4 separate regions of the Mus musculus genome follow, and all the other regions are linked to region 1. Evidence: chromatin contacts called from public Hi-C and HiChIP or PLAC-seq data. All regions are on one chromosome and are shown on one strand. The core of a region is the stretch at or near the end of the contact, and the rest is flanking DNA. Distances in the headings are between cores, read along the strand shown. Region 1 has its middle 8.1 kb from the start of Gm36732. Region 2 overlaps Rbks (ribokinase). Region 3 overlaps Rbks (ribokinase). Region 4 has its middle 18 kb from the start of Gm52771.

The links. Hi-C and Micro-C count contacts between places; a contact is called where the count stands out from the background. HiChIP or PLAC-seq counts read pairs in DNA pulled down with a chosen protein or histone mark.
Region 2: a contact with region 1 is called in a Hi-C map of bone marrow-derived macrophages, with 20 read pairs. The contact joins two enhancer-like sites. A contact is called at or near these places in 3 of 39 promoter capture datasets (the 3T3-L1 cell line, liver and pre-B cells), 7 of 484 Hi-C or Micro-C datasets (bone marrow-derived macrophages, embryonic fibroblasts, muscle stem cells and 1 more), 13 of 115 datasets of contacts at active chromatin or transcription factors (the HPC-7 cell line, the NIH/3T3 cell line, acute myeloid leukemia and 6 more) and 2 of 9 other capture datasets (adipose tissue and embryonic stem cells).
Region 3: a contact with region 1 is called in a Hi-C map of bone marrow-derived macrophages, with 19 read pairs. The contact joins two enhancer-like sites. A contact is called at or near these places in 5 of 39 promoter capture datasets (the 3T3-L1 cell line, embryonic stem cells, hippocampal neurons and 2 more), 3 of 484 Hi-C or Micro-C datasets (bone marrow-derived macrophages, cerebral cortex and liver), 2 of 115 datasets of contacts at active chromatin or transcription factors (fibro-adipogenic progenitors and vascular smooth muscle cells) and 1 of 9 other capture datasets (embryonic stem cells).
Region 4: a contact with region 1 is called in an HNF4G HiChIP or PLAC-seq map of pancreatic cancer cells. The contact joins two enhancer-like sites. A contact is called at or near these places in 3 of 115 datasets of contacts at active chromatin or transcription factors (T-cell acute lymphoblastic leukemia, large pre-B cells and pancreatic cancer cells).

Annotation. Positions count from the first base shown.
Region 1 is chr5:32,189,602-32,196,710 of GRCm38.p6, forward strand. No RefSeq gene overlaps it. Among named protein-coding and RNA genes, the nearest start is that of Gm36732, 8.1 kb to the left of the region's middle. Within about 2 kb of position 2,625, at least 142 of the 459 cell types and tissues checked have an H3K27ac peak or open chromatin away from gene starts, as enhancers often do. A contact at or near this core is called in the NIH/3T3 cell line, bone marrow-derived macrophages, embryonic fibroblasts and 2 more, where this site is marked.
Region 2 is chr5:31,634,035-31,641,143 of GRCm38.p6, forward strand. The region is part of intron 7 of Rbks (ribokinase); the gene reads right to left. All of the region lies in intron 2 of Gm38424 (a long non-coding RNA gene), which reads left to right. Among named protein-coding and RNA genes, the nearest start is that of Mrpl33, 24 kb to the left of the region's middle. Within about 2 kb of position 3,062, at least 95 of the 459 cell types and tissues checked have an H3K27ac peak or open chromatin away from gene starts, as enhancers often do. A contact at or near this core is called in the NIH/3T3 cell line, bone marrow-derived macrophages, embryonic fibroblasts and 2 more, where this site is marked.
Region 3 is chr5:31,667,015-31,674,123 of GRCm38.p6, forward strand. It overlaps Rbks (ribokinase), which reads right to left. Exons shown (of 8, transcript NM_153196.1): 2 at 6,299-6,431. It overlaps Mir3473e (microRNA 3473e), which reads right to left and starts at 326; the gene lies at 217-326. Within about 2 kb of position 4,342, at least 7 of the 459 cell types and tissues checked have an H3K27ac peak or open chromatin away from gene starts, as enhancers often do. A contact at or near this core is called in bone marrow-derived macrophages, where this site is marked.
Region 4 is chr5:32,711,602-32,718,710 of GRCm38.p6, forward strand. No RefSeq gene overlaps it. Among named protein-coding and RNA genes, the nearest start is that of Gm52771, 18 kb to the right of the region's middle. Within about 2 kb of position 2,555, at least 390 of the 459 cell types and tissues checked have an H3K27ac peak or open chromatin away from gene starts, as enhancers often do. A contact at or near this core is called in pancreatic cancer cells, where this site is marked.

The DNA of each region.
Region 1 (7,109 bases), core at 1,375-3,874:
TCTCTCGTACCTCCTCCCAACCTCAGCCTTTATTATTTTTTATTTCTTTTTTACTAATTTGGATTCTTCAGGGCCTATTTAAGAAACTTTTGACTTCTTTGAGGACTGGTAATAGACATTTGTAATCCTAGCTACTGCAAAGACTGAGGCAGGAGAATTGCATGCTCCAGTTCTTCCTGAAGGATAGCGTGCGGTCCAGGCTAACCTAGGTAACAGTGAGATCCTGCCTCGAGATGAGGAGTCAGCAGCCCTGACTCTGTGTAGAACACTTGTGCAGCATCCATGAGGCCCTGGTTTCAATGTTTCTTTTTTATTTCTACAAAGATTGAGAAGACTTCAAGCTTTAGAGTTTTGCATCCATCTCAAAACAATGTTTGGATATGAGGTGAGGTAATAGCTTTAAATATCCAGTTGCTCTAGCAGCCTTTAATTAAAAAGGACTTTCCTTTGCTCACAGAAGCACACTGGTGCCTGTGCTGATGAGCAGTGGTGTGCATGCTCCAGGGTCCACCTCTAGCCTCCACTCTGTTCCCGCCATTCTCGTGTCTGGTCTTCTGTCAAGAGCATATGTCGTGTGACCCCTACAGCTTTCCCAAAGGCCTTAAATCAGGAAGCCAGAGCTCCCAGTCAGATAGTGTTTTTGTGAACCCGGGACTCTTTCCCCTCAGTATCTACTTGGTGCTTGCTCTGCTATTTGCTCAGGGCTGGTGCTCAACAAAGAAAGGTTGTCTTGGATTTGATTTTCAGAACCTCAGTTCTTAAGGCAGCTAGGGCACAAATTTGGACGAGAGCATGATGAAGTGTAGCTTTCTTGTCCTCCAGACAGGAACTCTTCTGGGACTGGAGAGAATTCTCCTATGCTGTGTGGAGATAAGGGAACTGGGAAGGATTGGAGGCAGAACAGCTGTCTGTGCCTACATTGTGGGAGAGTTCAAGAGATGGGAGACCCAGGGGTTGGCACGGAGCAGCCTCCAAGGCCCACATCCACCTGGATAGCCCCGAAGCAGCAGAATGATTGATCTAAGCTCAACCCAGAGAATGCCACGTTCTGAAGGCTCATTGGGCAGAAACAGTGGCCATTCCAGCAGAAATTTACATGGACAGGTCACCCCAGTGAACCCCTGAAAAATCATGTTTTACACAAAGAAAGATGAGGGATCCTGACTCTACCAATGGAGTTGTTTGTTTGTTTAACTTTTCTAGCATCAGGAGTCTTCACTGGGTTACAGGGGAAAGAATTTTACCTCTTATACACTGAGTAGATTACTCACGGTTTCTTCCCACCCTGTAGGACATCCCTAGTAAACCCCGCCTGACACTGAAGAATGTGAGCTGGGGACAGTCTGTCCCCTCTGATTGCACTGGAGCTAATGACATGACACTAGGGGAGCCCTGGAGAGTTGAATCCTCGTTCTCTTTGCTGTCCTAGCCCATGCCTGAGATATCAAAGTGCCATCAATCAGTTCATTTTGAAAGAGGGGATCTCACTATGTGGCTCAAGCCAACTTCAAATCAATAATCCTCTCTCCTCAGCCTCCCAAGTGCCAGGATCGCAGGTGTGTGCCCCATACCCAAATCAAAATGCATTCTTCTGAATTCTAACCCCTCTATCCTGAGAGGTTTCGTTCCATTCTCGTTTAGATCAACTGGAAGGAAATCCTAAAGGGTCCAAGCAGCAGTCCTCAAGGTCTGTGAGGAGCAATGTTTGGAGCAGTGGCTGTTTGGGGAGGGTAAAAGAGAGAACTCAGAGGTGGGGCTGCCTCCTGCTTCACGGTCCTGGTGTTATTTTCCATACCATTTGTGCCCTGGCTACACCCATGTTAGGTATGGGGAAACTGGTACTTCAGCCCTATTTACCAAGTGCCAGGAGAGTCTAGCTTGCGTGTTGTTTTGCCTCTATTAGTATGCTCAGCTTGCACTGTAACTCCAAGAATGTTAAAGAGACATTTCAAAATGCATTGAATTAATACATTCCTTTGCAGTGATCCTATGTCCGCTAAATGTTCCAAAATGCGACACATGGAAAACGGAAAACAGACCTAAAGTGTGTGTTTGACTGACACTGTGAATTAGGGCATCCCTCAAAGTATAAACACACCCCCCCTCACTGAATACATATCCCTGCAAGGGTAATCCCTGGGGTAGGGGCCCTTCTAAAGAAGCTGAGGCTAGACCACCAGTTTCAGGACTGCTGCTATACCTCACTGTGCTGGGGCAGAGCTGGGTAATTTGGTCAGAAGAAGTCAGGTAGTTCTCCAAGGGGTTAGTCCTCTGAGCCTACTTGCCTAGAAAGACATTAGGGTTGTTACCTGTTGCTGAGAAAGGCTAGCATCACTCAGGGGCTAGGAAGAGAGAGCAATGGATGAGGGCTTGTATGTAATTCATTGCTAAATAAAGGCTAGCCTCCTCCTGCCATGCCACACATACACATATACACACGTACACACACAACTGCGCGCACACACACATATACACACATGTATACACACACACACACACAAGTACAGACATGTACACCGCCCCCAGGCCTGTTGCCTTGCCTGGACTCCTGGTGCACATCTAGGGCTGTGGTCTAGGGAGCACTGAACTCATTCACCCTCCCAGCAGTCGGGCCATGACGCGCGTGAGCCTCTGACTCATCTCGATGTCATCAGCCCTATTTCCAGGAGTGAGTAACTCAGGGAGGGAGGTGTGGTGGGGGGGGGGTGGAGGGGTTGAAGAGGCAATGTGGTCCAGGAAGAGCCCCATCCCTCCTCCTCCAAAACAGGAAATGCTCCACTTCTTAAGAAAAGATGCACCCTGACTCTGCTCTGAAGTGGGCGGCTACACATCGAGCTGGCAGTGTAGGGACAGCAGAATCCAAAGCTGCCAGGACTTGTCTCTTCACCCCACCCCCAGTATCCAGGGAGTGTGTTAGCCAGAAGAGGGGCCAGTGGACTCTGATCAGACTTAGTAACGATAACGCATGCTATCAAGTATTTGATTCCCACTTTGGCCTATAGGCTTCCCAGTGCTCCATCAACAGGAAATACAAGGCTGGGATCCGAAAGCAGAGCCCTTCTTTCCCAGTCCGGCCTCACTATGGGCTAGGAAGATTTCCTCTGACATGAAGTCCCTGCCAACTTTGGCTTCTTTTCCTCTCTGAGATTCCAAATTGGGCTCAACCTGGACCTGACCCTGTTTCTTCCGTCATACTTTGAAATCCCAAGAGTGAGTGATTGTGGATGGGCTTCAAGTTCAGGACAGACCTTTGAAATAGAGTCACTCTGCCCCCCCTCACCCCCTGGCCTCCCCACCCCCCATCCCCACACCCAGTCCTCTGGTTTTCCAGACAGGCTCCTATAACATCCAAGGCTGGCCTTGAGCTTTTAATTCTGCTGCTTTTAATCTAATACTGTGAAATTATAGGCAGCCACCACCACACCTAGCTTAGAGTCCTTTGGACACAGCACTGGACCAGAAGATCCTGAGTCAAATAAAGGTTAGTAATTCTGCCCATAGTCTGCAAGGTGCCCTAATGTCTTAGCGCCCCCAGCTTGAGGGGTTAAGGTCCCCTGTCAGCTGACAGGGGACCTGGTATCTTACTTATCTTTGCGTCTTAGATTTCCTCCTACCTGATTCCTCTCCAGAGAGGTCTTAGGAAACATCCTTAGTTTCCTGTGGGAAGAATCTCCAGGAGAAGACCATGCTTAGGAAAAGACCTTGCATCTTGTGCGCACTCTCTGTGTCCTGGGCTTGACACTGCCGCTTACACTAAAGAACTTTCTGGATGGATCATCACCTATGTTGCCTGTGATGCCGATGTCATCTTCCTCATGTTTCTGAGGGAACTGGGGCTATATCGTCTTGATACTTAAGTGAAGGAGCAAGATGGGAACCCAGGTCTGGTGGCTTTGTGGCCGTTGCCACTCTTCTATAGAAAGCCCTGTGATGACCTCATTCAGGATTCTAACTGCAGACACTAATGAAACAGAAAGACTTGGCAGGGGGTCATTGCCTTTATTCCTCCAGATTTACATATTGCGACCAAAGGCCCCAGGACCTTTGAATATGACAGTATTTAGAGAAAGGCCATTTATTTTGTATTTATGGTTTATTTATTTACTTATTTGGGTTTTGGGGGGGGTTGTTTTTTGTTTTTTTTGTTTTGAGACAGGGTTTCATGTAGCCCAGGCTAGACTAAAGCTCAATATATAAGTGAAGATGACCCTAAATATCTAACAACCTGAGTGCTGGGATTACAGGTATGTGCCTAGCTGAGAAAAGGCCTTTAAAGAGATAATTACCTACTCCAATGTGGCCAATATCCTTTTATTGTATTGTTGGTTTTCTAAACAAACTCTCACTGTGTAACCCTGACTGGCCTGGAACTCACTATATGTAGCTCAGGCTGGCTCAGACTTGTGGTATTTGACTTTTGCCTCCTCAGTGCTGGGATTACAGGAGTGAGCTACCACGCACGGCTTGTGATTTGGACACAAACAGAGGAACAACAAGGGAAAGACAAGGGGAAAGTTGGCTGGTTGTAATCTCGGAAGGCCTCCAGAATTTCAATAAAGTAAATTTCTGTTGTGTGAGTTTGCAGCCAGTCCCCCAGGCCCCAGGCCCCAGGCCCCAGCCCCTCCCCTCTGCACCCAAGATGGTTTTCTGGGAGACACTGCAACCCTCCCCAAACAGAAGCTCTCCTTTTAAAATCCCCTGTGTTCCCAGCCCTGCACACAGTAGGTGCTGATTGTTTGCTGACCAGAGGACTGGAACACTGAACGCACACACCTCTCCAACAGGCAGAGACAATTCAAATGTTGTTGATTTTTGCAACTGTCTTTCCTTCTGTTGAAACTTCCTGTTTCTGAGGAACGGAGATTTTTTTTTTTTTCACAGATCCCAGAGGGCGTCCAGTAAACCAAGAAGCTATTACTATTACCAAATTGTTCTGGTTTTGATGAGCTCAATGGGTGTGAATCAGAAGTGGGCAGACTACTGAGTTTCCCTTGAAATAGACCCCAATTAATCGTAGCAGGAGGAGCACAAATATGTTTGGGACTTTAGTGACTGGAAGAAGTGGGCAGTGATGGTCAAGGCCAGGTGGGGTGGCTTCACACTTCTGGAAGAACAGGGTCTGGGGACACCCCTGAAGAAGCCACCGTAACACCCGGGGCCTGTTTGAAGAAAAAAATCTCAAGGCTGAAAGTCCCTCCTGGAGTCTATGGCCTCCTGTGGTCTGGTTACTAGAAGAGGAGCCCAGTGATCTCCCCAGAGACGTGGAGGACTGGGACAAAGTGTGGCAGTCTCTTCACAGAAGCAGACGTCTCCCATTTGGGAAAAGGGACCTCTGGAATCAGATGGCATGCCTGAGAACCGAGGCTCGCCACGAATGAGTGACTTGGGCTTGCCTATTATTAAGGATGTCCCATGATACTAGCAATGACCACTCAGGAGCTGTGTCCAGACATCAAGCAGGGCATCCTCAGGTGTGACAGGAGGGTTTTCAGGTGGCCACAAACTGCAGTCACTCTGACTCTACTGCTGTTGACTGTGGGGTCTGCCAAGCTCTGCCCTCCATTAAGGTTCACCTTTTCCATTTATCGGGGCAGACACTGAGCTATCTCTGAGGAAGGATGAAGCTGGTGTGGCTAAGTCTATGAACCATCACCTACAGCAAGGACCAGTCTGCCAAGGTCATACTAGCCAGACCCAAATGCGAAGGATGTAGCCACACCTCCAGGGTCCCCTACTTTAGAATCTTGTGGACATTCCCTCTCCAAGAACATTTCTGTTTTCCTTGTGCATGTAAAAACATTTGTTTGTTTGTTTTCTCCTCAGCCCATGTGAGTGTGTGTGTGTGTGTGTGTGTGTGTGTATGCTCACTCATATACCACAGAGCACATGTGGAACTCAAGGATAACTTTTCTCTTTCCTAGGGATCAAACTCAGGTCAGCAGGCTTGGCAGCAGGTACCATTACAGGTCAGGCCATGTCACTAGCCTACAAGCATAAATCTAGCCATTGTTATTGTGTCTCAGGTGCCTGTCAGTTCCCTATGCCTCCTGAGCCCTTCTTCCAACCTTCCACTACATACTCTTCCTCCCCGACCCCCTCTCCTCCCCTCCTCTTCCCTTTCCTCCTCTTCTTCCTCCCCTCCAGCACCTTAAGAGCCCTTCCCCTACCTTCCTTCCCATGGGAGTCTTTCTTGGCCACTATCTCCTCCAATGGTGCCCCTCTGTTGTCTCTGTGTCTGCCATGCATTGAAATGCCTGTCCCAGGACCCTCTGCTCCTGCACACACCCACACATAGCAGTGGCCTCGCCTCTCCCCTTTGGGCCGTGAGCTCCCAGCCCTGGCAGTGATCTCTGTCTTCTGAAGCCTAGTCCTGGGCCTGAAGCATAATAACAACTCAATAAACGAGTGTCGAAACAATTAATGGCTTACTAAATAAATGACTGCGGCAGACACAAAGCCCATTCCTATAAATGAGTCACCGTGAGCCCCAGCCACTGGGCCCCGCCCTCACCCACTGACCCCAGCAAAACCCTCCCGTGATGATGTCATCATGACCCTTAGTTCTCAGAATCCTCCAGCCTCCTTCCTTCTCCTTCGTGCCTATCTACTTGCCATCCCCTCCCCCTCCTTCCCTTTCTCCTTCCTCCAGGGCACCATGTCTAAATAAGGCAAAACTCCTCCAGTGCTGGGGAGCTCTGGGGTTTTCATGCAGTCACCCAGGATATCGTGGGATGGGGTCAGGCCATGCTCTGCTGAGAAGCAGGACAAAGTTCCCCTGTAACATTGGCGGAGGGACAAGGAGACTTTGCTGCCCACCAGAGGGTGCCCTCAAGTTAACTGAGCAGGACACAGAGAGGATCTAACTCAGAAGGAGGCTTACAGACAAGGCAGGGGCTTGGAAGAGTGGATTGTGGGCTTGCTGGTAAGGGATTTGGCATTAAGACACCTGCACCTCGAAAGCATCCCTGGTTCTAGGATAGGCACACACACACACACACACACACACACACACACACACACACACACACCAGAAAATGGATTAGCACCACTTGTAGCAGCGCACAGCACACGCCTGTAATGATCCAGCTTGTGTTGACTAGACGGCTCAG
Region 2 (7,109 bases), core at 1,812-4,311, 560 kb before region 1:
CAGCTTCCTTCTGAAAAGTCAAGACTCCAGTGCACAGGTCTGAGATGGAATGCTTCAGGTGTGGACCGAACTGGGCATGAAAGCTTTGGTTTCCACATGGCACTACCCACCCTCAGGACTAGAACAGAACATCCCTGGGAAGCCATCAAGCCCAGCATGTCTGAACAAGGGTGGAGTCCCTCAGATTGGGGTGAGCCACTAATCAGGAAATGGTTTGCCTTAATGCCAGATCAACTTAGTAAGGCTGAAAGGCAGAACCCGAAACACGCCCAGCCCAGCAGGCCATTGGCTGGACAAGAAAGTGAGTTGGGGCAGGGAAATGATCTACACAGGCCCCTCTGCCTGTCCCAGACACAGTGCTCACTCACTCACAGCCCCAGTCCTGGCTGCAAAGTGAAGAAGACTCCTGCTTTCTTGTCTGCCTACTGGGTATGTTTACAGATGTGATTCAAATGAGTCTCATTACAATCCCGAGACAGGCCGGCTTCTGGTTTCCAGCTAGCTCAGACTGGTGAGGAGGCAGCTTGGATGTCTTTGGTTGAGGCTCAGCACCTGGAAAAGGCTTTGGCCTTTGCCCATAAATATTTTGAAAGTGTTTTTGGAATTCCTTCAGAATATATGGTGCCCCTTTGGGTGTCTTCAGTGGAAGCAAATGTACATCTTCTAAGCTTGGAGTTTTCCATCTTGACCCTAGAATAGCCTGGAGGGCTGGTTAAACTGGAGATCGCTGTGCTCCGTCCTCAAACCTTCCGATCCTTTAAACCTTAGGTGGGGCTTGGGATTTGCATCCTAATGAGTTCCCAGGTGGTACTGATGCTGTGGGCTGAGACACTCTCCAAAGGAATTTACTTCTGGAAACAGTGACTCATTTAAAAACCAAGTCTAGTCATTTAGGTCTAGGATCACACTGCGGAATTCCACCATTTGGTCAAAAACAATGGCAGGAAACAGGATAGAGGGCTCCATACGGATCTCTTTTGATTTGTTTTTACTTTTTTTCAGATAGAGCAGGCTAGCCTTGAACTCACTGTGACTCTCTTGCCTCTGCTCCCTGACCACCAGACGTGCTGCTGCACCAGGCTGGTTGAGGAAAACTGTGACTTTTCCTGACTGGCCTTTAGGAAAGGGAGGCTCTCCCAGATACGCTGAAGAGTCGGGAGAACATGAACACTTTGCCCAGCTTCCCACTGCGAAATGTTCATTGTCAACCTTTATTTTATTTTATTTTTTTCAGCTTCTGATAAAGAGAGCACAGAAAGGCCACGTTGTTAGGCGGTGTCAGGGAAGAGGGAAGAGTGAAGCTGAGCAGGCAGGGGGCCGTTCTCTGCTGCTAACATGAGGGGTGTAGATTGGAAGACAGGGAAAAGTCTGAGTTTTGCTATTGTGATCAGAACAGAACAGGTGAAAAGGTCAAATTTTAGATGCCAGAGACAAACATGTAACGTTTCACTTAGAGAAGAATCCCAGTAGGAGAAAAAAGAAAAAGAAAAAAGAAGAAGAAAGAAAAAACCCCACAACATATGACATTAGTGCTTGGCAGAGAGAAAGTCAATGCTTTGTGTCACAGCAGGGGAAGGGAGGCGGAGGAATGCCTAAATATTGGCTCTGTTTTAATTTCCATTCTACATTACATTAAACTCTCCCTGTACTCCTCTCTAATTTACAGTGAGCGCTGACACAGATTGGTGTGCCTCTTCTTTGACATCAGTATTTCTCTTGAATTATGTATTTCTATCTGGAACAGGGTTTCTGGGCTGAGGCTTGCTTTCATTTAGATGGGTGAGAAGGATGAATGGGAGGTCAAGTGTGAAACCAAAGGGAGCTAATGCTCCAGTGTTCTCAGGCCCAAAGAGGCCGAGGTGAGATTAAAGGGGACACTGGTCTCCCTGTTTTCACTACATTGATTATACTTCAACTACTGTGCAGCAAAAAGCTCTAGATTCTTCGCTTGTTGGTACCCTGCCTTTATTTGTAAGATAACAGGTGATAATAACAACCGTATCACTGGGATTTTATTTAAAATTGAGTCACAGCCAAGAGAAGCCCCTGCTGGATACAGTACTCTGAGAGCTCTCAGGTTTCCCCGTGTACAGGGCTGTGGTGTTCAGGTTGGCTGCCCTCTGATTGGTGACACATGGCTCCTGGATTGACAGAGGTCATTTGCTGGCTCCCCATGGGCCTGCCCGTGTATTGGGGTTCTCTTTCAGCCTCACCAGTCAGTGATGGCCTCTTTCTGGCCAGTCACACCAATTCTGGAACATCTTGATGGGGTGGTCTGAAGTAACACTTGCATCCAAAAGATCTCATATAAAATGCAGACTTATCCAATAACATACACAGCAGACAACCCTGTACCCCTTCGTGCCCCTCACCCTACTTCCAGTCCAAGCTGGAGCCCAAAGGGACACCATATATTCAGCAATCTCTGAGAACCCTTCTCTAGCTTCACTTTCTACCTGAAACTCACTCTGTGCTGGGGGTAGAAATTTGGGGAAAGCTGTTTTGCCTGTTGCCTGCAGTCTAGGAAGCCAAGGAGAAAAATGGCTTATGGAGACTGAAAATAGGCTAAGACCTCTATTTGCCCAAAAATGTCTGCGGTAAATGAATTCATTCTATAATTCAGAAAGGAGGGAAGGAATCCTGAGTGCAAGCTAAAAGAAGAAGAAAAGCCCTATTCTTCTTGCACTGTTAATCTGCTTTGTGCTTAAACAACTTTACATATCTGCGAATAAATGGCACTTAAAAACAAAGTGTCCGATAGTGACTCATTGGGCTAGAAAGACTGGCCTTGCCTTCTGTGGTCAGCAGTCTTTCTTCCTGTGACTCCAGCATTCTAGACAGAAACCAGTTACTCCAATATGACTTGGTATCCTACAGGCTTTGCTGAGACCGTCTCTGCCCAGCGCTCCTCTCCACCAGCTGCTTTCTTCTGTTTGAACTATTATCATTGTTCTCTGAGAACTGCTAAACATACGGAGCCGTTGGATTAGCACACAGCAAAGGCATCTGATAGCCTGAGCAGCAGCCGCAGGTCGCACCTCTACTCATGCACAGGGCTTAGAGTAATTAGTCATTGCACAATGTTGTATTCATGGCCTTTCTGCGCCTGAGCTGTTAGGCCACAAGCTCTGCAGCAGTTGCTGTTAGGAGAGGGTTTCTTTCTGGGTTATTTATAATGTCCCCACTTCCTCACAGTGACTGCCTCACCCCCTGCTCTTGAGCCAGGTCTACACTGTGAGGACAGTGAAGGGACTGGGCAAAATTGTTTGCAGACTCTAGCTATGCTGAAAGGTGGAGCGGGTGATTCACTGCCAATGGCTTGAACCTGGTCTGTCTACACAACCCAAATCCAGCATGCCCTGCCTCACAGTCTCTGACAGGAATGGTTATATGGAGCCTGTTTCAGTCAGAAGGGAGCTGGTCTCTAAAGTATGCATTAGAGGGAAACTACCTGAGTATTGTGCTGGGAGGTATTTGAACGATGGATATTTATTACTCATTATTTATATGCATTCTATGCTATTCATTTTTAGTATATTTATTATTACATTCCAGCAGGTATTTAAGTGAAGGTAGGTTTCTGTTCTCAGTGCCTGTCTGCTGAAGAGAGAATTACCAGAAGGCAGGTACACAAGCCTACGAAAGACACACGCAGCCACTTGTGTTTGGAGTTTGGTTGTTACACTTCTGCCTCTATTACCATGGCTGGGTTTACTCTGTGGGAACTGGCTTCAGTCATAAGGTGAATCAGGATCCCAAAACATTTGAAAACCACAGAGACCAACGGAATGAAGTTTGTTTTTCCCACAAAATGTCCATCTTGTTGTCCTCTGCCACCCACAGGTGGAGTAAGCTGGCCTGTGAGCCCTAAGGCTTTGCCTGCTTCTGCCTTCCTAGGACTAGCATTGCAAACACACACTTGGCTTTTAAAGTATACATTGGTGAGAACCACTTTCCAGATCTCCCTGGTCCCTGTTGTTTGATTTCTTAAGGGCAGCTGTTCAGACTGGGGACAAATGGAAGTTCTCACCTCCCCCACAACTAGGGTTTCTTTGTGTAGCCCTGGCTGTCCTGAATCCCACTCTATAGACCAGGCTGGCCTTGAACTCAGAGATTAGTCTGCCTCTGCCTCCCAAATGCTGGGATTAAAGGCGTGCACCACTATCTCCTGGGTCAAATGGAATTTCAATACAGGTTTTTTGTTTGCTTGCTTGCTTCAGGGTCTTATATAGCTTAGGCTGGCCTTGAACTCAATACGTAGCTGAGGCTGACCTTAAACTCCTAATCCTCCTACTTCTACTCCCCAAATGCTGGGATTACAGGTCTATGGCACCATACCTAACTAAAAATCTGGTATGGTATCATGTGACCACAATCCCTGCAATCCTGTCCTCGGAGATGATGAGGGTAGGAGAATCTTGAGACCCACTGTAGTACATTATGTAAACACACTCATACACATACACACCTCTTTGTTTATACCATTAACAGTATCGTTGCACAGAGTACAACCTATAGTGTGCAGTCATATTTTCCTACACAAGCAAGCAGATGTTCAGGTCTATGACGCACACACCTGCCTTTTGACTGCCCTGCACACCTGCATCAGCAACAGTGAAGACCACGGGCATGGCAGGCTCAGCGTTCTGGGCTTTGCAGTTTGACAACATTTATTTTATTTATTTGGACTGATGCTGAAATGACTGCTCCTTCTCCATCCCATGCCACTCTTCTCTGTGGCCACACTTGGGCTATCTCTGAGACAGGCCTGGTCTCAGATGCCTTCCAGGGCTGCTAAAGTATAGCGCCCTGCAGCACTGTGTAAACTCAGTTCTTCTGTATTGGGAAGACAGGAAAAAAAGCCCACGCTTGGCCCTGGTTCAGTTCTTCAACAAGAACATGACATTTCTGGTAAGCAATTACAATTAGATTGTTAGAGCCTGGGTTTTCAACTGATCACATTCAGGGTTAGGAAGGATAATTTCAAGTACTGAATTCTGCCTGATTAGCTAATAAATGAGGTGGTCTGCTGATGTAGAAGCAATGCAATACAGCTCAGGCAGCCTTCAGGGCATGACAGATGTCGCTCGTGCTCTCTGTCAGCTGCCTCAGTGATTGCTCTGCCCCTGTCCTTTCCTCATAGCCGGAGAATCTTCTGTAATCCTCGTCTTTTTCTGGCAGCCTCTGGCAGCACAGTCTTAAGAGACTTTTCTAGATGTCATTCTTGGGACAAGGAGGGCTAGTTAACAAATAGATTTATTTATGTGTAGTAATGTTTTGCCTGTGTGTGTGTGTGTGCATACTGTATGTATGTGTCTGATGTCTGTGGAGGCCAGAGGAAGATGTTGGATCCTCTGGACCTGGAGTAACTGGCACTTATGAGTCCCCATGTGGTGTGGGAATCAAACCCAGGTCCTCTGGAAGAGCAGCCAGTGCTCTGCTCTACTGAGGACTGAGGCATCTCCCAACTGCCAGGAGGACCATTTTAAAGGTTTATTTTAAATGTAACTATGTGTATGTGTATGATGTGTGTATGTGCACGTAGAGGGTGTTGTATTCTCCTGCGGCTATTCCAGGCGGAAGTGAGCTACCATATATAGGGGCTGGCATCTTTGGAAGAGTAAAAGCATGTATGCTTGAACCACTGAGCCACTATCCAGCCCCTAAGGGGAGTGTATTAGTCAGGGTTTTATTGCTGTGAACAGAGACACCATGACCAAGGCAAGTCTTATAAAAATAGCACTTAATTGGGGCTGGCTTACAGGTTCAGAGGTTCAGTCCATCATCATCAAGGTGGGAGCATGGCAGTATCAAAGGCAGGCATGGCATAGGCAGAGCTGAGAGTTCTACATCTTCATCCAAAGGCTGCTAGTGGAAGACTGACTTCCAGGCAACTAGGGTGAGGATCTTAATCCCACACCCACAGTGACACACCTACTCCAACCAGGTCACACCTAGTCCAACAAGGCCACACATCCAAATGGTGCCACTCCCTGGTCCAGGAATATACAGACCATCACAGGGAGCTACAGTAGAATGTCAGTGGGTTTCTGCATTTCAGAGACACCTTTCACTCTCAGTGACCTGATCTTCTTTATTGTAGTCTTTGTGAAATGAGGATTTTTGAAATGGAACACTGGATAATTATTTCATTCTCCACTAATGTATAAGGAGCAGCTCACCTCTGACTTCATCTTTCTCTGGATGTCTTCACTGTAGGTGGTGAGGAGTCTGCCATGCTCTGGAGAGCAGTCCTAGAGACAGCGGACTGCAGCAACTCTTGCTCTCAAGCCGGTCACTAATCTCCAGAAGCAGCTCGGGCTTCTCACTTGTCCCCACAGGGCTGCTGTTCTATGCTGAGGTTGGCCCTGCTCACAAAGGACCTTCTAAGCCAGCTTCTGAGCATGGGATGTTGCTAGGCAGGACAGTAGGAGTGATTAGCTCATCTTAGCTACAAAAACAGTTGGAAAATGTTAAAAAAGAGGGTAAGCGCCCTTAGCAGCTTAGTAGTTCAGGCTCCTAACAGAAGATGCTTACTCTAAAGAAAATTTGATTATAATCTATAAGAGAATGCATGTCTCCTCCAGGAATGGTCACTCAGGGACAAGGATGGATGGGTGTAAACCCTGCCAGAAGCAGTATGATCTGGAATGGCCCAGTCCCACCACTCTTCTCACACAGTCCAGCCCTTGCCTGTAGAGGAAGCAGCTATGTGGCAACGGTGGTGGTGCCTGGGTTCTCTGGACCAGTGCACAAAGCAAGCTCTGGGTTTTGTAATCTAGAAAACTGCCAGCCTGCACACATAGCCAGACAGATGTGGAGCGATGTACTGAATAAGGAGTGCTCTCTTTCTGTGGGCTCACTCATTGGTACTCAGGTGGATGGTACTCAGGGTCTATGGTGGGTTATCACCTTTCATCGAGGCTGCAGTGTACTGTACAAGTATGCAAGGCCTTTCCAAGATCTGGAGACAAGAGGGGTTGTAAAAGTCTGTATTCTGACATGTGACTTGAGGGTCAGTGCTAGAATGTCAAGGCACAGAGAGGTGGGCTGTCCCCAAATCAAAAGGTAGACTTTATTTACTAAAGCAGCCTAGCCAGCAGATGGCT
Region 3 (7,109 bases), core at 3,092-5,591, 520 kb before region 1:
GCATATGCATGGTACTTCAGAAGACTAATTAATCTTAATGTAAGATGCTAGACTATATTTCAGCCAAAGGATGTAATGTAAGGTAATCTTTAACCCTGTTTTACTTACATCCCTCCTAATGCATGAAGCATGAATGTCTGTTCACCCCCTTCAGGCCTGGTGCCTGAGGGGACCAGAAGAGGCTTCAGATCTCTTGAAACAGAGGTTGCAAATGGTTGTCTGCCTTGTGGGTACTGGAAATTGACCTTGGGTCCTCTGAGAAAGCATCCAGTGTTCTTCCTTACGAGCCATCTCTCCAGCCCAGTGTCAGTCTCTTGAAGGCAGAGCTGCATATGAGTTGTACACCCTGCACAGGCAAAGCTGTCTTGTTTTAAATTGGTCTTTTCTAATCCTTCACCTTCAAATCATGTATGCATTCACCATTCATTCATGTTTCTGGACTTTAAAAAGGTTAGGTCTCATGCTAACATGGATGTGAAAAGCCCACAGGCTTCAATCCTACACAAAGAACTGGAGGCAACTAGTAAAAACGGGAAAAATAGTCTTCCAGGGAAAAGCAGACTAATTAACCAACTATCCAATACCAAATGGTCAGGCTTGAAAACATATATGCACACAAGAACAGTATACACACTGGACAGGTTGTATTTATGAATTTAGGAGTATATATATATATGTATATATATACACACACATACATATATACATACAAACACATACACACATATACATATATGTAGTACAAACAATGAAAAATGAGGTCATGAAAGAGGGAGAAAAGGGAATATAATTATATTATAATCTCAACAAATTAATGAATGAGATCCGTGCATGGTGGAGTGTGCCGAGCACTCAGCAGGTGGAAGCAGGAGGAAGACAAAGTCAAGGACAGCGCAGGGTCTATGGAGCGCCTGTCTCCCCTCCCCCTCCAGCCTTAGAAGCACACACTTCCTAATCCTTTCTGTTTCTGCACTCAATCTGAAGTTCCTAGAAATGGTTAAGAAGTCACAGTAGAACCTTTGAAAAGGGTTTTGACTACTTGCTGCCACTGAGCACAGCGAATTCTACAGGTGAGATCTTCACAGAGGAGAATGGCCCTAGTAAAGACTGTTACACAGGACTATCAGGAGGAGAATGGCCCTAGTAAAGACTGTTACACAGGAATATCAGGAGGTTTCTGTTTCCCAGTCATACTTTGGCCATCAAATTGACAAGAGAAATTTAAATGTAAGCATCTTGGCCAGGAGGCAACTGGTGCATATGGGAGTCAGGGAACTTGGAGTCTTCTTTCAGTTCTGCCATTATCAAGCTAATTAAAATGCTTTGCATTTTGCCTCAAATTTTCCATCTAAGCCAGGCTGGAGGATGGAAGTGGTTTGAGTTCTCTCTGGCAGACAGGAACCAATGGTTCCCAACGCTGGCTGCACGTTAACACCTCCCAGGAGCATTAAGCTTCCCGATGCTCTGGTCACACATGGCCGGCAGGCCACACACACTCCTAGCTAAAGCACACTCGGCCGGCACACAGCTGGCACTGTCCGGGGAGCCGAGTCCAGTGTGTGGGCCACGTGGAAGACTGCTGGGTTTCAGAAGGAAAGGGCTAGGAGAGGATTGGAGAGCTGTGTGTGTCTAAGAGATGGGAATGAGACTGACAGTGAGATCGCAGTCCTGGGCATGCTCTGTAGGTAGATCAGCTAAGAGGAGATGGGGAAGCACAGTCTGCAAAGTCCATTAGGGCTGCCAGGCTGGACCCAACACTGGGATGAAGACACGGTAGAGCGAGCGACAGAGATGTGCTTGCTGAACCCTGCTCAGAAGGGCTGCAGGGTTGTTCTCTCTTGGGGAGGTTGTGGCTATTGTTGGTTTTTTTTTTTTTGTTTTTGTTTTGTTTTTATTTGCTTCTATCTTTCTAAAATTCACATTTGGCCAAAATAATTAGATTTCATTTTTGGAGCTGTGAGTAGAGTAATTTTTAACTTGACCTTGTCACTTGACTGTGGTGGGACACATATGACGTGTGTGTATATATGTTCATGTTTATCTCCTTGCGTTCACTTCTGAGAACGTAGGAGTCTATTCTTCTCTCTCCACCTACTCACACTGTACCTGCTTTTCAAGCACCAACGTACATCTACCTTCCCTCTTTTGGCGCTCATTAATCCTCTCATTTCCAAAACTCCTACACAGCATTCCTGATTGCTACCATAATCTAGTGCCATCTTACACTGTTTGCAACTCCATATTTGTCCATTGAGTCTTCCCGCAGCGTGGAGAGGCTAGCCTGGGATCTATCGGCCCTTCCCTCAGCCCTGCACATGGACGGTGTTTAATTAGTATCACATTGTCGTAGTTACTCTACAGTATATTTTCTTGAGCCTATCTTATTCATGAAGGGATATGACCCTGAGCACAGGAGTTACGTTGTAGCTGCAGATAAGGCTTTGCTTATAACAGTTTTCTTGTTTTGCAGACATTATTCTTGAATCACACATAATATGAGGCAGTTCTATCTGTGTGAGCCTGTTCCAGCTGAAAGGGATGGGTAAAGGGCAGCTCCAACATGGATTTATGCCAGGGAGGTTCACAGGACCTAATGATCTTGCTTGTAGGGTCTTCTGGTTATGAAGGAGCTCTGACACTGCTGCTCATCTGACACTGCTGTTGAAGCTCTCTTACACGGAGCCCTCCTGTCCTCACTGCTCTCTTACATGAAACCCTCCTGCCCTTGCTGCTTCTGACACTGCTGTCGAAGCCTGTAACTTTCCAAGGCTGGCTAGTGAACCCTACTCCTGCCTTGGCCTCTCCGTGCTGGGATTATACATATACACATATCACCAGACTGCCCCCCCCACCTTTTAAACACAGGTTCTATGCATTGCGATCAGATCATCATACTTGGCACACTGCCATCTCTAGTCTCCTGCTATTTTTGAGACAGGGTCTCAGCATGCAGGTTAGGGAGGGCAGCTTTACACTTTTAGTGGCTCTGTGATAGCCTCCAGCGTGCTGGGATTACAGGCATTGACCAGGGTTTGATGTTTAGAAAGAACTTATGCCTCATAAACATTTGACTTCAATGGAATACAAGTGGAGAAAGCATTTGCACCCGTCAGGAGAAGTCTATGAGAGAGGCCCTGGCAGGCTGTTTGCCTTGGGATGAAGACTTTCATTTTCAAAAACACCGTCTCTAGTTATCACTGGACTTTAGCCTGAACACACGACTCAGCTGAGTACCAAATCCATGATTCTTAACTCTGTAGAGTGCTCCATTATCCATTTGTCACGAAATAAACACTAACAGAACCCTGCTTCCTGCTTTTGTGACAAGTACCTTACTAAATAACTCCTAATTGGGTCTGCCTGTGCCACCAATCTTTCCTGTCAGTGCCTGATAGCTAGTGTATCACAGTGGAACATAAGCTAGCATTGCGTAGAGAATACAGGGGATTCTCTACCAGTTTCTCTTTTGCTCCATCTGTTCATTTTTATCTTGATTAATGTAATGATTTGGGTTTTGATTTGGAACTTGTCATCTTTAAAAAAAAAAAAACCTGCTAAAAAACAAGTGTGGCTAATTTGTCTGACGAGAATCTACTGCAAGCTGTGTGTGTGCTGGTGCTAACCTGTGGCCCAGCTTCAGACAGGTGAAGGTGGGAGGATTAAGGGCTTTCTACACCACATAGCAAGGTCAAGGCCAGCATAGGCTACAAGGGGCTATGAAACCCTATCTCACACAACCAAAAAGAAACACAACATAGGACAACACAACACAATGGAAGCTATAATGACGGTGGATAACTTTTGCTATAAAAGTCTATTATTTTTCTCCTTAAGAACTCTTAAGAGGCACATACCTATAATCCCAGCAGTCAGGACATCAAGGCAGGAGTATTATGACTTGAAAGCTAATAGGGGCTACAAAAAGAAACCCTTTATTAATCAATTAATAAAAGAGGTTTCCAGCTAGAAGTGAAGTTTAGAGGCAGAAGGCATTCTTTGCATTTGTGAGACTCTGTGTTTCTTCCCCAACACCAAAAAAGAAAATAAAACAAGGAGACTAAGAATAACACACAATTTTCTTAATTTAATGTTTTAAATAAATCCCTGCCTTAGAGTCCCAAGGTACAAAAGCAAATTTATCCTGGGCCAGCTTCCCTTGAAATCAGTTTCCTTATGTTTTCCTGTGCAAAAGCTTGGACTAAATTGTGTGGAGCAGACACGGATGACTAAAAGAGCTCAGAAGATGCTCTGGAAGCATGAGGTGCTGGCAGGAGCCATCCATTCCACTGAGCAGAGTGGCTCCTCTGCTCCTCCCTTCAATCGCCCTCAGGACTGCAGCACAGCCCCTCCCTGCTCCTCTCACATCCATCACATGATTTCATGTCTCACTTCCCCAGTTTAGTTCTACAACTCAAATATTTCTATTTTGTTTTTCTATCTTTGCCTTCCATTCTATAGACCTAAAATAAAAACAATCTCAAAATCTTAAGAGTAGGATGAGAACTGGGGCCCATGGAATCCTGACTTCAGTGGCCCAGGAATACTTTGTATATACAGCTTCCAAGAGGGGAAGGGGGCTCCATTGTCTTTTCTACTCCCCTCGTCCTAGGACAGCCACTCTGGATACCTAGCTTCCCAAACCAATTCTATGTCGATCTTTTTCCTGCCAGGAAAGCCTATCTTCTTCCCAGTGTGAGCCCCCTTTGTGAGCATCACTGGGTAGTTACCTAGATCTCATCTCCAATCAAGGACGGGATAAGTCAGTGTAAAACTTTTGTCAATGCCCTCTCACTGTGGCATCATTTCTAGAACACAATTATTTCCAGATTGGCCCTGTTACTATTTTAAATCCCTATGGACCAATCTTGATGATAGAGGTGGTTCTTATTTTGAATTTTGTTTTTCCTGTGATGTTTCTGACCAAATAGCCATGAGAATGATATGCTGGTCATAAATGAGAAATAGCAGATGAAGTGATAATTGTATGGTCTACACATCCCTTAGAGGCTCCCACTGAGAGCAAAGTGCTGCAGGAATGCAGAAATGACATTTCTGCAGATTTTTTTTTTTTGTAAAATCTATATAGTTCACAAGAGACAGCTTTTCTAATTTTTTATTCCTTATCATTTGCTGGGCAGATTCAAACTCAGCTTTCCTTATACTTAAACTCACATAAGTTTACCTTCTAATAACAGAATGTTACCACCTTCAAATGACATGAACTATATACAATTGGAAACTTTTGACAGCCAAATACAATTATTTCAGAGGATTACTGATGTTACATACCCCTTCTCTATACAACGGAAAGCAGAAGGATGCCAAGGATCAATTATATGTGGCCATTACAACCTAGTCTGCTAGCACTCACGGTACAGTGGTGATGATGAGAGGCGGGCTTAATGACGAGGGGCTGATCCTAGAGCTGGTTTGTGGCTGAGGCCCTGAGTGCAGGGTGACTCAGGCTGTTCAGAAGTGGGACTGTAGACCCCCAGGGAACAGGTTAATTCCTCTCACATTGCATACACTGGCTCTAAATTCATTGGATTCAGAGAATACAGCATCAAGTGATTTGAGGACTGCTGCTTCCCAGAGGATTCACTGACGGAGAAACTCACACAAAGCATAAGAAAGCCTAATCACTCTTATTTAGATTTTTTTACAAACAAACCTTCAAAAGAATTAAAAACAGGTACTCAGAGAGGTGCATGTGGATGCATAGTCACAGGCTACTGAGAAACAATCAGAAAGGTGGGCACAGTCCAGGAGTCCAGCAACACACTCACTGATGGATAGCTATCCACATAAAGGTATAGTATTTAGCCATTAAAAAAGATGTAATGTTGATACATGTTATGGATGGAGGAGCCTCAAAAACAGTGAAAGAAGCCAAAAGCAAAAGTCATATATTACACAGCCAATTTATATGAACTATCGGGGATAGGTTCATAGAGGCAGAATGTAGATTGGTGACCCCAGGAATTGGGAAGAAATTGCTTAAATGGACAAGAGGTTTTCCTTTGGAGTGATGGTGTTCTGTAACGGGCTGAAAACAGTAGATGCAAATCATCACAGATCACTAAGTGTTACTAAAATGTAATATTTCTTTAGACAGGGACTCACTATGTAGCTGAGGCTGGCCTTGAACCTGACCCTTCAGCATCATGAGCAGCTGGTACCATAGGTACCCACCACTATCACCAGTAAAGTGTTCATTATATAATTGTGAAGGAAAACAGAAACAATGAGCTTGAACCAGCCTTTGCCCTGGGCCCCTTCCCAATGCTATATGGCTTACCTTGCAGACTATGGCCGCCTTTGCTCCCAGTCGCGCAGCTTGGACACACTGGTTGGCACCTTTTCCTCCAAAGCCAATAAAAAACTCATGTCCATGGATGGTTTCTCCAGTTTTTGGCAAGCGAGAAGTAAGACTATTATAATTTAAGGAGAAGAAAACAAAGCACGTTGGTAATTGCAATCAGTGTACATTCTTGAGAGACCAGGAAAGGTTATTATTAGAGCTCTGATTACTCTTAAGCAAGCTGTGAGCTGCCAGGAAGACAGTCTTTCCTTTCAGTTTTCATTATAACACAGCACATCTCCTCCAGAGAATTCCTCTCCTCTCCAGTTGCTGTAGCTGCACTACAAATGACAGCTGGTGTCTGTACTGCATTGGGGCTATTCACAGGATAGTCCCCTGGCCCACAGCAGAGCTTTACTTACACTGGAACTCAGCAGGCAGGCTGAAGGAAAGGGTATGGGATTCTCTGTCAGTTTCAGAAGAAGCAGGAGGTTTATCATGATTCTAGTGAGTATCAAGTGTGGGACTTGAAGAGGAGAGGGAAGCAGGGATTTCTGGTACTAAAAGAACCCTTTTTGTTTCCTTGAGGGTGGGGCAGGAGCAGACTCTCCTGAATACTGTGTCATTTATGCATAATGTCCAAAAGAACATCTATTTAAAATGATGGAGCGCTAAGTACTAAGTTTGGGCTTAAGTTTCATTACGGAGCATCACAATCATATAAAAGTAGACCTCCCTGTCCTGTCCACTCAGCACTTAGACTCAGTTATCAACTCTCAGCTCATCTTGCCCCCATTTCCATTGGTGT
Region 4 (7,109 bases), core at 1,305-3,804, 520 kb after region 1:
CGGAAACTCACTCCTGGAATCTGGCATTCTCTCTAACCTATACATTAATATTCCATTCCCGAGTCAGTCTAGTGTATGGATCCACATGCTCTCTTTTAGAATTATCCTATTATAAATGCCTTTTAAGATTTAATTCTGACATAGCCAAAGCCTTCGCCAGTGTTCCAATATCCTAGAAAGTCCTTGAGCAGACCAAGGGCTTGGAATCCAGGAAGAATGTTGCCTATTCAGTGACATTCAGAATAGCCTCTGGTATCACTTTGAATAAAAGCTAGGTCACTGCCCTACATAGGAATTTACCATCATCTAGGAAGAAATTTCAGACCTAAGGAGAAACCAGAGTAGATACTTAGAACTATAGATAGCTGAGTTACACCCATACACATGTATTTACAATGGCCTAAGGGAAAGGTGGACTATACAATAGACTAAAATAGGAACTATGGAAAGGGCACGAAGCCCTTGACCCTAGCTTCTAAGATTAAGTGAATCTTAGGTGGAGCTCCTTTTGATCCCAGTTGTTAACAATGAATTCTATCCCAGGTGGTTCCTGTTAGACCTTCTGTGTTTGTATTCCTCTGTTTTATGTAAGAATCCAGTAACCTCTTTGTACCTTGCGAGTGTGTCACCCAACTTCCTTATTGTCTTCTGTATAAAAAGTTTGATGCTCGATTTGACACATTACATTCAGATTCTACAGAACCTCTCCTGTGTGCATCTATCTGTCAATTCATGCACCCTTTACCCACCTGCAACTAGAGACCCATTCCACGCAGACAAAGGGATCCAGAGGGTCTGCGGCAGATGACTGCCTAGACCATCCTGTGCTACATATACTGCTAGAACCACAAGTTCCACCATGTGTTTTCATTGATTGGTGGTTTAGATCCAAGGAGCTCTGGGGGTACTGGTTAATTCATATTGATGTTCCTCCTATGGGGCTGCAAACCCCTTCAGCTCCTTGGATACTTTCTCTAGCTCCTTCTTGGTTGGAACAAAAGACATCAGGATGGGGGTGAATATTATAGCTTAGTGGTAAAGTGCTTACCTAACATGGACACATCCCTGAGTCAGCACATCTCATAATCCAGCCCAGGGCACTTGTAGACATCACAGCAGTTCTGTGAGCAATTCACATCTCTTCCCTCACATATGGCTCAGATCTGAAGCCAGATTTCTAATCCCAATGTCTGCACTTTGGATCCTTTTTTGAGAACTCTGGAGTAGACACTAGCAAAAGAAATGCCAGAAGAGTCTTCCTAAGCAGTAGGTTGCACTAAATTAAGGCATCTTCTCTCTGGAACCATGGCTCTACAGAGAAGTGAGAAGTCTGTCCTTGCAGATGATGGGTGTCAGTGAACGTTGGGATGTGCCTAAGGCAGTGGAGTGGATATCAAAACTAGCTAAATTCAAGCCATTGTGGTTCACAGGCCATGCAACTATTTCTGAGGTAATAAAGCTGCTGCTTCTGCTATCTCAGTCATTTACTATTTATTTGATGTTCTTGAGAGGTCAGAACAATTCCTAAAATTCTCAAAAATTCTCATGGCACAAGTCCCTCATACAAATAAAAGCTGATGTTTGCATGAGTATCTGAGTGTCACACTGAGTATCACACACACAGCACAAATGAACCCATGTGCAGCAGCATCACATAAAGAGCCACACCTGTACCCATGTGCTACAGCAACACATACCAGGCACACCTGAACACATGTACAGCATCATCTAACACCTGGATCACATGTAAAGTGGCATCACACACCAGGCAAACTCCAGGACACATGAACAGCAGCATCACACACCAGGCCCACATGTCCACATGTGCAGCAGCATCACATACCAGGCCCACATGTCCACATGTGCAGCAGCATCACATACCAGGCCCACATGTCCACATGTGCAGCAGAATCACACTCCCGGCACACATGTAAAGTGGCAACACACACTAGGCATACATTTACAGGTTAATAACACACCAGGCACACATGTACACAAGTACAGCAGCATCACACAACAGGCACACATGTAAACATGTGCAACAGCATGACACATCAGGCACACATATTTACATGTGCAGCAGCATCACATACGAGGGACCCATGTTCACATGTACATTGGCATCACACAACAGGCACACATGTACACATGTACACATGTACAGCTGCAGCACACGTCAACAGGCGAGGAGTGGTGACGGGTCGCCCAAGGCTCTTCGGTCAGGACCTGACCCGGTGACGTCACTGGAGTCGCCGGGGGTAACGGTAGTCGCTGCGGGGAAACCGGAGATCAGGTCGCGCTGCTCAGAGGTGGCGACGCGGAGAGGACCAGGAAAACTGGGTTCGGCAAGGAGAGGAACTACGCATGCGGCATGCCCTGTTTGTTTCCGGGCAGCGAACTCAAAACCGGAAATCCTCGTCGTCGCTGACGCTCCGAGTTCTTCCCTAGAAGAACTCACTTCCTGTTGGGAACGGAGGAACTTCCTGTCTGGCGCAGGAAGTTAGTGTTTAAGCATGCTGGGAGTTGTAGTCATTTCCTGCCTCGGGTGTTACTTCCTGTTTGCTACAGGAAGTGACATCACAAAAGCACCGAGGCAAGGTGGGAGTTGTAGGTCCCACCTGTGTAGCTCCAGATACAATCTCCCGGTAACCTACTGTTTTAAAACGCGACCCCGTCACCGGGTCGAAGCCGCTCGACTGCCCGCCCTTCCCTCAGGCTGGCCGGTTGACCGCAGGCAAATCCATATCCTTTGACACCGACCGGAGCGGAGCGTTGGAGTGACAACTTGTCGCCACCGGGTGGCGCGCGAGAGAAACCGTCTCGGGGTTCAACCCAGAGACACCCAGTCTCAGAAAAAAAAAAAATTCAATAAAGAAATAATTCTGAATAAATAAATAAATAAATAAATAAATCTAAACCTTTAAAAATTTAAAAATAAAAAATAGGAGGAGTTGAAGATTTAGCTCAGTGGTAGAGTGCTTGCCTAGCAAGTGCAAGGCCCTGGGTTCGGTCCTCAGCTCTGGGGGGGGGGGGGGGAGACAAAAAAATAGGAAAAAATACCAGCTGAGTCTCGAAAAAAAAAACCAAGACTAAATTAATTAAAGAAATGACTAATGGCTGGGCGTGGTGGCGCACGCCTTTAATCCCAGCGCTCGGGAGGCAGAGGCAGGTGGATTTCTGAGTTCGAGGCCAGCCTGGTCTACAGAGTGAGTTCCAGGACAGCCAGGGCAATACAGAGAAACCCTGTCTCGAAAAAAAGCAAAAAGAAAGAAAGAAAGAAGAAAGAAAGAAAGAAAGAAAGAAAGAAAGAAAGAAAGAAAGAAAGAAAGAAAGAAAGAAAGAAAGAAAAAAGAGAGAGAGAGAGAAAGAGAAAGAAAGAAAGAAAGGAAAGAAAGAAAGGAAAGAAAGAAAGAAAGAGAAAGAAAGAAAGAAAGGAAAGAAAGAAAGGAAAGAAAGAAAGGAAAGAAAGAAAGGAAAGAAAGGAAAGAAAGGAAGAAAGGAAAGAAAGAAAGAAAGGAAAGAAAGGAAAGAAAGAAAGGAAAGAAAGGAAGAAAGAAAGGAAAGAAAGGAAGAAAGGAAGAAAGAAAGAAAGGAAGAAAGAAAGAAAGAAAGGAAAGAAAGAAAGAGAAAGGAAGAAAGAGAAAGGAAGGAAAGAAAGGAAGAAAGGAAAGAAAGAAAGAAAGGAAAGAAAGGAAAGAAAGGAAGAAAGAAAGAAAGGAAAGAAAGGAAGAAAGAAAGAAAGAAAGGAAAGAAAGAGAAAGAAAGAAAGAGAAAGGAAGAAAGAGAAAGGACGAAAGAAAGAAAGAAAGAAAGAAAGAAAGAAAGAAAGAAAGAAAGAAAGAAAGAAAGAAAAGAAATGACTAGATAAATGAATTTTAAAAATTTAAACATTTGAAGATCTCCGAGTTCAAGGTCATGGGATTAGAGGTGTGGTGGCGCCACATGGTTATATGGCGCATGTGGTTATGGTTGGGGTTAGTTTTAGGATTAGAGGGTGGTTTGAGTTTAGGGGTTAGTGGTTAGGGTTACAGTTTTATGGTTAGTGTTTGGGTTAGGGTTAGGCTTATAGGGTTAAGATTAGAGGGTTAGAGTTAAGGGTTAGGGTTGCTAGGCTTGGGATTAGGGCTAGAGAGGCTAGAGTGAGGGTGAATGTGAGGGTTAGGGTTCAGCGTTTGGGTTCAAGGTTAGTGTTCACTTCTAGGGTTAGGGTTAGGGTTAAATTTAGGATGTTAGGGATAGGTTTGTTAGGGTTATGGGGGTTAAGGTTAGGGTGAGTGTGAATGTGAAGGTGACAGTTCAGGGTTAGGATTCAGGGCTAGGGTTTCATTTCAGGGTTAGGGTTAGGGTTAGTCTGTGAATTAGGTTTAGGAGTTAGGGGGTAGGGGTTAATGGTTAGGGTTAGGGGTTCCATTTAGGGGTTAGGGCTAGTGTTAGAGTTGTTAAGGTTAGGGTTGTTAGATTTAAAGTCAGAGTGGTTAGAGTTTGGATGAGGGTGTTGGTGAAGGTGAAGGTTCAGGGTTAGGATTCAGGGTTAGGTTTTGGTTTCAGGGTTAGAGCTATGGGTTAGTTTTAGGGGTTAGTGTTTGGGTTTGCCTTATTTTAGGGGTTAGGTGATACGGGTTAGGGGTTAGGGTTAAGGTTATGGTTATGTGTAGGGTGGTTAGGGTTTTATGTTTAGGGTTACGATTAGGGTTCAGGGTTCCTGGTTTGGGTTCCGTTTATGGGGAGCTATGGTTTTGGGAGTTAAGGAATAAGGCTTATGGGTTATATAGGGCATAGGATATGAAACTAGCTTTAGGGGGGGTTATTTGGGGGGTTTGGATTAGAGTTAGAGGGTTATGGTTATGGGTTAGGATTAGTTTTTAGGGATTAGGGTTAGGGTTAGGGACAGTGTTAGGGTTGTTAAGGTTAGGGTCATGGTTAATGGGGTTATGGTGAGGATGAATGTCAGGCTGAGGGTTCAGGGTTAGGGTTATGTGTTAGTGGTTAGTGTTTTGTTTAGGGTGTTAGGTTTCATAGATTAGGGTTAGTCTGTTAGGTTTAGGAATATAGCGTCAAGGTTAGGGGTTTTGGGATAGGTTTAGTGGTTAGGGTTAGGGCTAGAGGGTCAGGGTTAGGTGTGAGGTGTTAGGGTTAGGTTTAGGGGGTCAGGAGTTTGGGGTTAGTTTATGGGTTAATGGTTAGGGGTTATGGTTAGGGGGTTGGTGTCAGGTGGTTAGGGTTAGGGTGTTAGGGTTAAGAAGTTAGGGGGCTAGGGTTTGGGTAAGTGTTAGAGGGTTAGCGTTTTAGGCTTAAGAGTTTGGGGTTAGGATTAGGGTTTGGGAGTTAGGGTTAGAGTATTAGGGTCAGGGTGTTAGGGTTAAGGAGTTAGGGGGTAGGGTTTGGGTTAGTGTTTGGTGGTTAGTGTTAGAGGATTAGTGTTTTAGGCTTAAGAGTTTAGGGGGTTAGGATTAGGGTTTGGGGGTTAGGGTTTGGTTAGGGTTAGGGTTAGGGTTTTATGGTTAGGGTTTAGTGTTGCATTCTGGTTTGGGTTCAGTTTCTGGAGTTTGAGGGTTTGGGTTCTTAAGGCGTTAGGCTGTAATGATTAATGGTTATGTTAAGGGGGTTAAATTCGGGGATCTAGCGTTAGGGGTTAGGGTGCTAGGGCGTTAGGGTTAAGGGGTTAGGGTGTTAGGGTTAGGGCTTGGTTGTTATGGTTAAGTGGTTAGTGGGTTAGTGTTAGGGTTTATGGGTTAGTGTTATAGTGTTAGGGTTATGGGTTACGTTAGGGTTACTTGTTAGGGTTAGCAGTTAAGGTTAGGGTTGGAGTTAGGGTTAGGATTAGAGTTCTGTTTAGGGTTAGGTTTTAGTGGTTAGGGTTAGGAATTAGGTTTAGGGTTAGGGACTAGGGTTCAGGTTAGTGTTAGATTTAGGGTTTCAGGGTTAGTGTTAGGGGGTTAGTATTGAGGAGTTAGGGGTAGGGGCAGGGTGTTAGGGGTTAGGGTTTGGGTTATCTCTTCACAGCCGTGGGATAGAGTGGGAGTTTGGAGCTAGGTGCAGACTCTGCCTAAGCTGTCTGTCTCTCAGGCCGCCCTTCATAGCTCCCCTCTGGCACTCCGCTGCTAGTCACTCCTAAGTGTTCTGAGTGTGTCTGCCCCTTGCTGTCCCTGTAGCTCTGTAGCTCATGGCCTTGTCAGCATAGGGGCTCCCTCTGCCCTTGCCACTGCCTGTGTGATCAATCAGAACATTAGCATACAGTTGTGTGCTGAGTTTTCAGTTAGCCTGTAGCTGCTGTTTCATTTGTTTGTTTGATTGATTGTTTCTGAAACAGGGTTTTTCTGAGTAGCCCTGGCTGTCCTCCAACTCGACCTGTAGATCAGTCCACCTGCTTCTGCCTCTCCACTGCTGGGATTAAAGGCATGCACCAACACTGCCCAGCTTCTGCAGTGATGTTTAAAGTTCCCACTTTTGGTGATTTGAATATAGTGGAGACCATTCCCCAAGGGCTTGCCCTGGCCACTCCTCTGTAAAAGCCTTTTGCTAAAAATACCTTAAATATCACCTGTCCACGTAGCTATCTCAGGAGCACACTTCTTCCTGTTTTAGGGAAACAAAAGGTTATTCATTGTGAGTTTCTTTTTAAAGTTAATGTAGCCTGGCATGGTGGTGTACACTTTTAGTCCCAGCGCTTGAGAGGCAGAGGCAGGCAGATCTCTGAGTTCGAGGCCAGCTGGTCTACAGAATGATTTCTGGACAGCCAGGGCTACACAGAGAAACCCTATCTTAAAAAACAAAAACAGACAAAAAGTATAATGGCCACCGGTGGTGTCTGCTTGTAATCCCAGTGCTTCAGAGCCTGAGGGAGGAGCATTGAGTTTCATGCTGGTCTGAGCTACATACAGTGAGTTCGGGGTCAGCCTGGTCTACAGTGTGAGTTCTAGGACAGCGAGGACTACAGAGAGAGACTCTGTCTCAAAAAAAACAAACAAGCAAGCAAAAGTAACATGTAGAATGGTAAAATATCGACTTGTTACTGAGTTGGGAAGATAAGTTCATTAGACTTTTAAAGGTTAGTTCATTAGACTTTTAAAGATTTATTTTACTTATGTGTATGTGTACGCATGTCTGTG